2 separate regions of the Hordeum vulgare genome follow, and region 2 is linked to region 1. Evidence: chromatin contacts called from public Hi-C data. All regions are on one chromosome and are shown on one strand. Each heading gives the region's core, a stretch centred on a gene start, on an enhancer-like site or on the middle of the called end of the contact. The rest is flanking DNA. Distances are from core to core; before and after follow the strand shown.

Region 1 (5,834 bases), core at 1,522-4,021:
ACTAAAAGAGGTCTTAGACAATGGGTAATTCCGGTTTGCGACCAAGTCAGCCCTACCGATTGTTTTGGTCATGACTGAATTTTTGGTTCTTGCTTGGATGGACTGGCAAATTTTTGGCATGACCATGCTCCTTAGCCCACTTTCAATTTTCTGGCCAACAGTGGCCAAAAAATAGAGGTTTGGCTTGGGCTCAAACCAGACACACCCAGTAAGACTTGACAACCTGTTGCCAGCCTATCTAAATCCCCTGACTAGCAGGCCTGGCTAGTTGTCAAATAGTCACTGACTAGTCAGAATCTAGAATACTCAGAGTAGTCACCTGGCCAGTCAGGTGCGACCCGATTCGACTTGCCCCCACTTGAAACACTGACTAAATGATGGTAACACAAAAAACAACAAGTATGCAGAAAAACAAAAGTAATTGTGCAATAAAATCACCATATCATATGTGAAATGCTACATCCAAATGCAATGTGCCTGTAATGGGCATATATCTTCCAAATGATCTTGTAGACATTTATAGAAGTAATGAATACATCCGGAAGCCACATTTGCACGTGCATGTGCAATACAAGAACATAACGAAATTTTGGGTTTTCAATGGACACAAATATTATTTACATTTATTTAACATTTAGAGATCATTTCAGCTATATGCTAATGCAAAAGACAGTAATGCACCAATGATTGGGTTCATCAACAAATCTTGCAGTCTGGAATTTTGGATGCATGAAATCATTCAAGGGTAGCAAACAAACACAAATACAGTTTAAGTGGACAATGATGAAATTTCACAAGAACATTCAAGGCTTAACTATTTGAAACAACACTATCCACAAAAATATTTGGGTAAACATTTCGTCAACTTGACCAGTACCAAAGTCCACACAATTAGAAGAGCAAGACATGTAACCTATTACAGCAAAGATTTGTTTTAACTTGCAAGTACTTCACAAATCAATGCTACAGTGTTCTATCGCAAGAATATTTTCAGTTTCAGATTGGAAACATATTTGAGAATCCACTCAAAATTTACAATGGGTCTTGATTTTCATCATACAAGGGAAGACCTATGGATCCTAGAAAGTCCATATGCCATGCCTTTAACATAATCAGCAAGTTTACAAAAGAAAACCATTAGTGAATATTTCAAATATTAAAATATACACAATCAAAGTTGCAGAGGACATTCAATTAGACCTTCCCCACAATAAATCTATTAGTCCTCACACCACACGCCAACAAAGACATTCAACAAGCTAGGGATACCAAAACTACCACGCATTTCCTCAATTCCTCTAGAGAGATGGTGGTGTTATTGAAGGATCAAGGACCATTACTGATACATCTGATTGGTTTGTTCATTCATTTTGGTCCTTGGCAAGGTATTTTTTGCATAACCAAAATGCAATTTGGCAATGTTTCCATGGAAGAAATATATAACAGAACCTTTTAATCAATGTAAATTTGTGAATCAATCTTTACCAGTATGATCATGGCTCCCGTTTCCCTGGTATTAACCATTGGCTAGAAATCTTTGAACAGCAAGCAACTAACTACAGATATATTTTCTGTCAAGCAGTAAGCTGGCAACACATGTGAGTTACTCGATTTGCTTCAACTAATGTTTCATAATAAGTAAACATCAATACCAATAGCTATTCCAGCCATCACATGCATTCTCCATGTTATCAGTCTCACACTAGCACCGCCATAGCATGATAGGCAAAACCAGACAAACTCTGATGTGGCATTCACTGAGAAGAAAATATGTAGTTTAAGCAACCAAAAACTTAATCATTGCTATCACAATCCTATGCCCATGGCATCCAGAGAAAAAGACCCAAAAGCCTAGGTAAATTCCAAGTCAATAGTTACATATAAGTACAGAATTATGGGGTATTACATGATCTTATAACCCTAACACCACATCGCAGCGCACCTCCTTACTGCTGTTCTAGCTGCACCTAGAGAGTAGCGACTGATGACTAGTGACCCACCATGCTCTAGCAACCGACTCAGCAGCAACAGTGCCACCGGCCATGCTGTGTGATCGTTAGATGTGGTAGACTGCCACCTTCTCTCATAATTCAATCTCTTCCTGGTAGAACCTTTTTTGGGGAACTTTGCAAGGTCATCGGTTGCTCCACCGAAACAGATCTGATGGAACGGCCAAACAGCCGGCTGAAGCCTTCGCTATGACAGACAGCTCAGCAATCAGCCGGAACGGACGAGTTCTGGACGAGCATACGGCGCAGCAATACTGCACGGTGACGGGCGGACAGCGCTGGCAAGAGAAGAATGTATGGAGGCAGAATCCACAAGGAACGGTGAAAAGGAGTGCGAGATCTACTGCATCTTGAGCACCCCGCAAAACCAATCCCGCCGCGATCAACTCGAACCAGCAAAACGCATGTACGCTACGTCGATCAGATCCCCAACCCCAACACATCTACGCGCCAGTGCAAGGCACCGCATCAACTACAGCGAGTGCGCGCACATCGAATGCGATCGTGCAAATCATATACGAGTAGTACAAGTTAAAAGAGGAGAACAGAGAGGGGATCGAACCGTCTCCGTCCTTGTCGAAGAGGCTGAAGGCCTCCTTGAACTCGGCGATCTGGTCGTCGGTGAGCTGGTCGGCCATGGCTCCTACCCCAACACGCGGACGAGACGGAGATCTGAGAGAGAAAAGAGCGAAGCGCGAGTGGAGGAAGGGAGGAAGGTGACAGGGAGGAAAATATTTAGGCGACCGGATAGGGGAAACTGCTACGCGTACCTTGGACCGCGGCTCGAAATCGCAGGCTCTACTGTTTCTTCGTTGGCGAGTGCTAAGCGCCCACCCTGCCACGCTGGCCGAAATTTTCAGTCGGTCACACGTGACCCGTCACACCGAACCATGTTAGAGCATCTTTAGTAGAATCCTCAAACCCTTAAACCCGTAAAAAAAATTAGAGGTCGAACCCTCAAACCCCTTCCCAGCCTGTAGAAGTGAGGGTTGGGGGGGGGGGGACTGCCCCCAACCCGTACTCCACTTCCCACCTCGCACGGGAGGCAGTTGGTTCCCGCCCGCGCGAGGAAGTTGCTCCAGCCGCCGCCGCCCCGCCGCCCCCCGCGCTCCGGCCGCCGCCCTGCCTCCCCCCGCGCTCCGACCGCCTCCCCCCGCGCTCCGGCCGCCTCCCCCCGCGCTCCGGCTACCGCCCCGGCCCCGGCCCCGCCGCCCCTCTGCGCCCAGGCCCCGGCCCCGCGCTCCAGCCGCCGCCGTCGCGCCCGCCGCGCCCCCGCCCGCCGCCGCGCCCCCGCCCGCCGCCGCCGCGGCCGCCCGCCGAGAAGGGTCGCGGCGCCCGGCGGAGCTCCACCGCGCGGTACGCCAGGGAGACGGCCTCGTCCAGGCAGCGCGAGCGCGAGCTCCTCCGCGGCTAAAGTCATTTTTGTATCCTCTGTTCCTCCGCGTGCATGTTCATAGTGTTCAAAACTAGGCTATAAGGGTTGGGTTTGAGGGTTCTAGTCTTTGCCTCTGTTTTTCAACCCTTAAAAGTGTCAAAAATGGCCAATTCTCAACCCTTAAAACTGATTTTGGATTTAAGGGTTTGAGGGTTCTACTAGAGATGCTCTTAGACAGTCGGATCCCTTTCTTTTTTTCCGACCCACACAGAATCCATGCGGGCAGCAGGAGAGGGCGTCGCTGCCCCCGCCATCCGCCTCCCTCGTCAGTGTCACGCCGCCCATTTCCGTCATGGTTTTCATCCGTCCCCTTCTTCCTCTGTAAGTCTGTAACACCGTGCCCTCCACGAGCGTGTAGTTCGGCCATCGCTATTTGTAGATTTCGTCTCACAATGGTTGCAGCTTTGCTTGACCTGTGGCTGCAACATTGTGCATTGTAATGCTTCGGACACATCAACCCGTGGTCGTTACTTCTCGAGGTATCTAGATTGGCTCCATAAATCAATACTAGTTTTTTCACACTTTGTCATTGCTTATGCGCATTCGGGACCAACTTTCCGATCGGTCACCCATTCTAAAACTACTTCAAGTCAAGCATGTTTAACTTGGTAGTTCTGTTTGAATGAGATTTCGAAAAAAATAGAATTCCTTACCGATATGAATAGTCTAAGAGCATCTACAGCCGGACTGGGCAAATTTGGCCTCCTATACGCCCGCGAACGCGCTTGAATACGCCCGCGGACACATCCGGACGACCCCACATATTTCGCTCCGTGCATCCACATACCTCATATTCGGACTCTCAAATTCATATAAAGCCATGCACCTCGATCATCTGATACAAACTGTCAGAATTCAACAGTTTAAAACAAAAGCAAATGATGTCATAGTTCAACCAAACGGACATTGCCAAAATGAAATTAATGTCCAACCGACAAGTGTTGATTGTCGGATCACTCGCCAGACGAGTTCACCCATGCGGCCTGCTCTGTATGCATCCGGGTTGCCTCCTCTGCCTGCATCCTGGCAGCGATCGCCGCCTGCATCTAGGCTACCTCATCTGCCTGCATCTTGTTCGCCTGCTCCGTTGTCGCACCATAGCCGCCCTGGCCGCCTCCAACGCTCTACGGTCATTGATCTCCTTCTTCTCCGCAAGCCATTTTTTGGCATATTCATCCAACGTGGATTCATCCACGAGCAAGATTTTTGCATCCTCCACGTCGCGTGAGAGTTGCAACCTCTCCTTCTCGAGCTCAATCTCTTCAAATGTATTGACCTTCTGGAGTTCCCATTTGATCGCCGCCTCTTGCTTCTCCAACTCGGTCTTCTCCCTCTCAATTTCAAGCCGCCTCTCTACCCTTGTTCGATCCACTCCATCCTCTCCCTTTGCACATCCAACATAATCTTGTACCTCTCCTCTTTCTTGTTCTCCCTTGCTAAAAAAATGTCCGTCCATGTGGACGGCATTTTTGTAGCCGCGGCGTCACGGGAGATCATTGCCTTCTCCGACGGACGAGGCGGACTGCGTCTTCGTCGTGGCGGTCGGGGACGGGGTGGAAGACATTACAATGGCGGGTCGGGATAGGTGGTGAGGATGAAGAGCAAGGGTGCGAGACGGCAAAGGGTCGGGCGCGGAAAATGTTGGAGGACGGCACGAGGAGGAGGAAGGGTTTGAGGGATTTGGTGCAATTTGAGGTAGGGTGGGGCTATCGAGTCCGACATGGCGTGCTTGCCCGCGCTTCCCCATATCCGCCTCATATTCGGGCTAGAAATTGGGGGTGCCGGTCAGCCCGGGCGTTAGAGGCCGGTTTGAGAGGCCCGTCTGGTTCAAATATTTGTGACCGGGTAGTGACCGAGCGGCCTGCCCGGGCGTTTGCGGAGGGTTTGAGGGGTCCGGTTGTAGATGCTCTAACATCCCTATTGAGTCAGGCTATCACATACACCCTCACTTAGAGGAATCGACGTCCTCATCGGGCCACAGGAACGTTCCCTCTAGCTACATACATTTCGGTGTCCAATCCGGTACATGTGACATGTCGTGTGCCACGACGGATCACAAACATCATAAACAACATGATCGTGCACCTGTCGACAAACTTTCAGCCGGTCACGCGCGAGGTGCCAGATTGAACCATATTAGACCGTCAGATCCCCTTTCCTTTCTTCCCCAACGCCCACCAGATCCATGCGGGCAACACGAGAGGATGTCGCGGCCCCAGCCATCCGCCTCCCTTGTCGCTGCCCCACCGTCCATCTCCGTCGTGGTTTCCATCTGCCCCTCCCCCCTCTGCAACACCCTGCCATCGACGAGCGTGTAGCTCGGCCATGGCTGCTTGCAGACTCCCCTTGCAGTGGTTGCAGCTTTGATCGACTTGTGGTGCGGCATTGGG
Region 2 (5,796 bases), core at 1,115-3,614, 990 kb after region 1:
ACATAAATAAAGATGATCTTAACCTATAAAAGTGCAGTTCAAGATTCGACGGGTCTTCTATTTCAACACGACTTGCATGTAGATTTAACTTGCATGTAAATAAACGGCTTGGATAATTTATGTTTTTTTTACTTTTTGTGAACATTTTCTAAAATTTGATGGACACTTTTTTAGATTCCCGAATATGTTTTAACACACAATATTTTTTTCAAAATCACAAACATGATTTTATTTCCCAACTATTTTCTCAAAATCACGATTTATTTCATAATTTGCAAACAGTTTTACAAATACACCAATAATTTTTGAATCCACGAAACTTTCATACTTTCCAAAAGTTAATTGAATTCACGTACATTTTATGATTTCTTGAACATTTTTTTAGAACTCATCACTTTTGAAATTTGGGAATCCCGAATTAATTTGAAGAAGAAAGAGAATAGAATGAGAAAAGACATAATGAAAAATGAAATAAAAAAATAGAGTCGAGCCCCGTACATGGGTCGTCCCGGCTCATGAACGCACACGTAAGGGAGGACTCTGCGCGAAAAAAGGAAAATGAAAAAGTGTGTGCTTCATGGGGATCAAACCCTGGTCTCCCGGCTAGGAGAGCCATGCCTTAGTCACTACAGTGCTGGAGCGCTTGTGTTCAATGTTAGTATCATAGGGGGTAAATTCATGCGAACTTTAAGGGTAATATTTTCAAATAACAAAGCACGCGGCGAGTTAAAAAACTAAAGTGTTTTCTTCACTTACCAATGACATAGGGGGTAAATTCGTGCGAACTTTAGGGGTAATTTCCGTAACGAACGACCAGAAGTTATCCCTGTTTTATTATTAAAAAATAAGTAGAGATTAAGGAATCAACTAATTAAAGGTACAAGCATGTTAGCCTGGTTGTAGAGAGCCCAATAGCAGGCCCGTGATCACATCGATATGGCCCAGACATGTGAACAGAACATGACGTGGCATGTTGATTCCAAAACATTTTTTTATTTTTATAAACTGACATAATAGATCAAAGATATCTATTTTATTTATTAATAATTATAAATTATAGATTAAAGACGGACACCCCTACTGTATGTTTTAAAAAAGAGAAGTAAATGAAGTACTTTTTTGCATAAATACACCGACATGCCGGACAAGACTATCAATGGCTTTGTGGGTATATTCTGGCGGGCCATTGCTTCATTGTAGTATATAGAAATGATTAAGGAAGCAACTAACTAAAAGGTACCCACATATGTTATTGTCTTTGGCATGGGGACACGCAAGTAATACACCCATCCATCCCCACATGCCGTGTGCTGAGTGCATCCCAGAAATTTCAATTTTTCATGTGTTTTTTTTTCTTTTGATTTTTTGGTTTCCACTTTTGCTTGTTTTTTCATAGGTTTTGGCGATTTTTTTAAGAATTGGCGCATATTTTTATATGAAGCCTAGTTGTGCTTGCTAGAATTGAAAAAACACAACTTATGCTTCAGCGAGAAGCACAACTGTGCTTCCAAAAAGAAAAAAAATCCTTCAAAACTGAAGAAGCAGAGTTGTGTTTTTGGTATTTTTCTGGTATTGTTTTTTTCTTAAGTTTCCCTTTTCTAGTTTCTTTTATCAATCCTAGTTATTTTTGGTTTGTTTGTAAAATACGTTCGGTGAAACCTATAACTTGGAATCTAGTTTCAAATAATTCAACCCAAAAAATCCAACGATAAAAACAGTTTATGATTTGGATATATGATTTAAGGAAAAACCTTCAAGTTACGCGTATACGGTGAACCACTTGTCAGCACTACAAAGCAAGAGGCATGGCAGTGCCCTCTCGAAAACAAAAGGATGCATTTCTTGTCTTTTTTTTTCTATCGCGAGAGACACGATTTTTTCGTCCTTTTTTTCATAAAAAAAGATTCAGCAAAATCTATCAATATGAGATCTAGTTTTAAAGATCCCAAGGCGAGAAACCAAATGATAAAAAAGTTTTGGGATTTGGACTCACAGTTTAAAAGATAAAACGTTTTAAAAATACAGATCTACGAAAAAGGAAAAAAATTCTCAGATTACGACAAAGTGGCACACTTGCAATGTACCACTTATTGCAATCTGAAAAGGCGGGAATGATCTTTGAAAGAAGTATCCCTATTAATGATTTTGCTACAAAGGATTTTCTTTAATGATTGATTTCTTAAAGTACAATTAAATGATTCCAGCAGGCCCGACCCAGAACCACTGCATGTTTCCAGGCCAGGCCGAACGACAGCCCAATTCTAGTTCGTTCGGCGTTTCCTTTTCGAAAAGCCTTTCTCGCCTGAAACCACCCCGTTCCCTTCCTAAAACCCTCCTCGAGCTCCGCGTCGCCTCATCCGCTGCCCGTCTAAACCCCAACTCCTCCTCCCATTTCCCCCACCACAAGCAGAAGCAGCAGCCCAGGCCAAGCCAAACCAAGCCAAGCCAAAGCAGAAGCTAGGCGGACACGACGTGAGCCCCCCGCCGCCGCCAATGGCGCTCCTCCTCCGGCCGTCGCCTCCCCCACCCCATCTCCGCCTTCTTCTCCGCCGCCTCCTCTCCACCGCCCCTGCCCCCTCCCGTCTGCTCACGGTCCCCCCCCCCTCCGCTCGACTCCCCTTCAGACCCAGGTGCCTCCATGTCCGCTTCATCCTTCCTTCTACGGCTCTTGGCAAGGCAGATTTCTCTCGCGGGAGCGGTCTGGATGCTGATTTGGTGGTGTTTTTTTGGCGCGTGTTTTTCCCTTCTAGGGTTGTGGCGGCGGCGGTCCCAGGGCGCAATGGGGTCGCGGTGAGGGCTTTCATGGCCTCCACGGCGGCATCCGATGCGATGCAGGAGAAGCGGGTGGCCGGCGAGTACACCGCAGCAAACGTCCAGGTGATTCTCGTGCACGGCTTCTGTGGCTAAGGGGTTAAATTGGAGTTCGGGTGCAAGTGTTTGGAATATCTGTCTCAAATTTTAAACGATGCGCGGATTATTCGGGAGATTCAGGGAGTACATAACGGCAGGAACAGAGTTAATCAAGCTCCAAGCAGCTTTGCAATCCTATTCATACGTTTTCATCATCTTTTTTCCTACCTGATTGCATGAGTTTGCACACAAAATGTTACATTGCAGCTCATTTGTTAGGTGGCTGTGACATTGCACCCATTCAGTTGAGACAGTGATGCCGTGGAGCATTTTTGGGGGTCTTTTTCTGGGTTGATATCCCACTTAAGGCATCAAGTATTGTTTTGACGTAACGGTGTTTACCTTGAATAACATAAAAAATGCATATTTAACTTTACATCATGTACAATGGTTTATACTCTTTCTTGTTTTGGTGCATAATTGTGAATTTCATACTTACATCGTGATTTATGAACCTAAGCTGGGGAGATTAAGAATATCCCCGTCTTAATTGCTACAAGTAGGCTCTGTCTTCCTACTCTTCCCCTGACAATTTAGCAAATGCCATTATCAAGGCGTTTAATTTTCCTAAGCCACTGTAAAATAGATAAACATTTATTACGTACTGTATATGAATTGTTAAGAACCCTGCACCATGTGGTTAGTTCATCAATCTAGTTAACTTTTAGTTAATGAAATATATAAGATATAAAGCTTGCCGACGTTCTTGTTGGAAAGAAAGAGAATAATAACAATATACATTCCTGCACAGAATCATTATGTGTTTCTCCAGTGTACCATTGTTAGCTATTATTTGTGAAGCGTGAATGAATTATTTTTGTTCACATTCGATGAAGATGTGAACCATTGAATCAAAGCCGGATGGATGAAGTGGCACCAAGCTTCTGGCATTCTCCGTGACAAGAGAGTGCCACAAAACCTAAAAGGCAAGTTCTATAGGACGGTGGTTTGACCCGCAATGTTGTATGGAGCTGAGTGTTGGACGACTAAAAGGTGACATGTGCAGCAATTAGGTGTGGCGGAGATGCGCATGTTGAGATGGATGTGTGGCCACACTAGGAAGGACAGTCTGGAATGAGGATATACGAGATAGAGTTGGGCACCGATTGAAGGGAAGTTTGTCCAACATTGTCTGAGATGGTTTGGGCATATTCAGCGCATGCCTCCAGAAGCTCCAGTGCATAGCGGACGGCTAAAGCGTGCTGATAATGTCAAAAGAGACCGGGTAGACTGAACTTGACATGGGAGGAGTCCGTAAAGAGAGATCTGAAGGACTGGAGTATCACCAAAGAATTAGCCATGGACAGGGGTGTGTGGAAGCTTGCTATCCATGTGCCAGAACCATGAGCTGGTCACGAGATCTTATGGGTTTCACCTCTAGCCTACCCCAACTTGTTTGGGACTAAAGGCTTTGTTGTTATTGTTGGCTTGATATCTATTTATACCAAATTGCTAATTTGCAGGTCTTAGAGGCATTGGACGGAGTTCGCAAAAGGCCTGGTATGTACATTGGCAGCACAGGACCACGTGGGTTGCATCATCTGGTAATCTCAACTGATTAAGCTTTCCTTTTTTCCATGTTATTAGGTGTTCCACTTTGTTTCTTGCCTGATTATCATTTTGTTTGGTGTATTCTAGGTTTACGAAATATTGGATAATGCTGTGGATGAAGCTCAAGCAGGCTATGCTACTGAGATTAATGTAGTCCTTCATGATGACAATTCAGTTAGTGTAACCGACAACGGCCGTGGGGTATGCAGTTTTCCTAAAATCCAAGGAAGACTTATTGAATGCTCAATGCTTTTACAAATACTGTGAATAATGTGACTGTTATGAATTTAGTATCATGCTGTTGTACTAGTTACTGTTATGAATTTAGTATCATGCTGCTGTACTGTACTAGTTACTGTTATGAATTTAGTATCATGCTGCTGTACTAGTTACTGTTATGAATTTAGTAGTCCTACTTGTTGGCAAATCAAACAGAAGTTTAACAAATGGTAATGAAGCCTTTATATCATATTCACTCGTGAGATTTATTTTGCTGTTAGTACATATTTGACACACCAAGCAAAGTCATCAATGAAATAAACAAAAGAACGGCTGCATGCCAAGTCATCTGTGTAATCACACTTTCACACTGTTCTCTTTAATGTATTCAAACTCTAATTTACCTGGATTTGTAACAGTGCAACTAACTGCCAACTCTTAATCTTACTCCTACTGCTGGATGCTGCTTTTCCTGTCTGAATAGCCGAATATGTTTGTGGCTTATGAGTCCTTGTCTGATTTCCCCTCGAATTGCAGTTAACTATTTCCTTGGACTATATTCTCCTGCCATTGCTTGGACTGTTTCGTGCCAGCGCTATCCTTTCCCGATATCTTTTCCTGGGCACTCTCGGATGAACTTCCACATGCATGTTGCATATGTGACACACTATTCAGTATGCGAACAATAGTGCTTTAGCTGTGGTCGATGGAGGCCATAACACAGACAACAATTCATAGATCTAACACAATCAACCAACCAGTCAAGTAGGAAGGTGGGAAGGGTCTGATTGGCCTGTTTTTCTTCGATAGCAGTTCGTTCCATCACTGCTGCTACATGGCTGACAGATGTTAGTTAACACATGGAGAAGGTCCTAACAGTTCACTTGCACACCTGCCTTATTGCCTAGTTGAGTGCACTGATTTTTTGGTAGCACTGTGTGTGTCTTTGTATTGTTAAGAAAAGCTCTGCCGGTTGGAATATCCACGAGTAATAGTAAACTAGTAATACACAAGATCACAAGACTAGATTGAATGTTCTGTATAACCCTCGTCTTTAAACACAGTCGGTTCAACATTCATAGTCTAGAAAAAGGGGTTATCTTACAGAGTTACAGT

The links. A called contact is a pair of places that touch in the nucleus more often than the background predicts.
Region 2: a contact with region 1 is called in a Hi-C map of leaf, with 5 times the contacts expected there. The contact joins the promoter of LOC123443487 here to the promoter of LOC123443486 in region 1. A contact is called at or near these places in 4 of 6 Hi-C or Micro-C datasets (leaf and seedling) and 1 of 1 datasets of contacts at active chromatin or transcription factors (embryo).

The regions. Positions count from the first base shown.
Region 1 is chr3H:193,306,740-193,312,573 of MorexV3_pseudomolecules_assembly, forward strand. LOC123443486 (calmodulin-1) reads right to left here and starts at 2,772. Exons shown (of 2, transcript XM_045119866.1): 1 at 2,572-2,772. The coding sequence starts at 2,647.
Region 2 is chr3H:194,294,053-194,299,848 of MorexV3_pseudomolecules_assembly, forward strand. LOC123443487 (DNA gyrase subunit B, chloroplastic/mitochondrial) reads left to right here and starts at 2,365. Exons shown (of 21, transcript XM_045119867.1): 1 at 2,365-2,630; 2 at 2,751-2,877; 3 at 4,374-4,454; 4 at 4,549-4,662. The coding sequence starts at 2,494.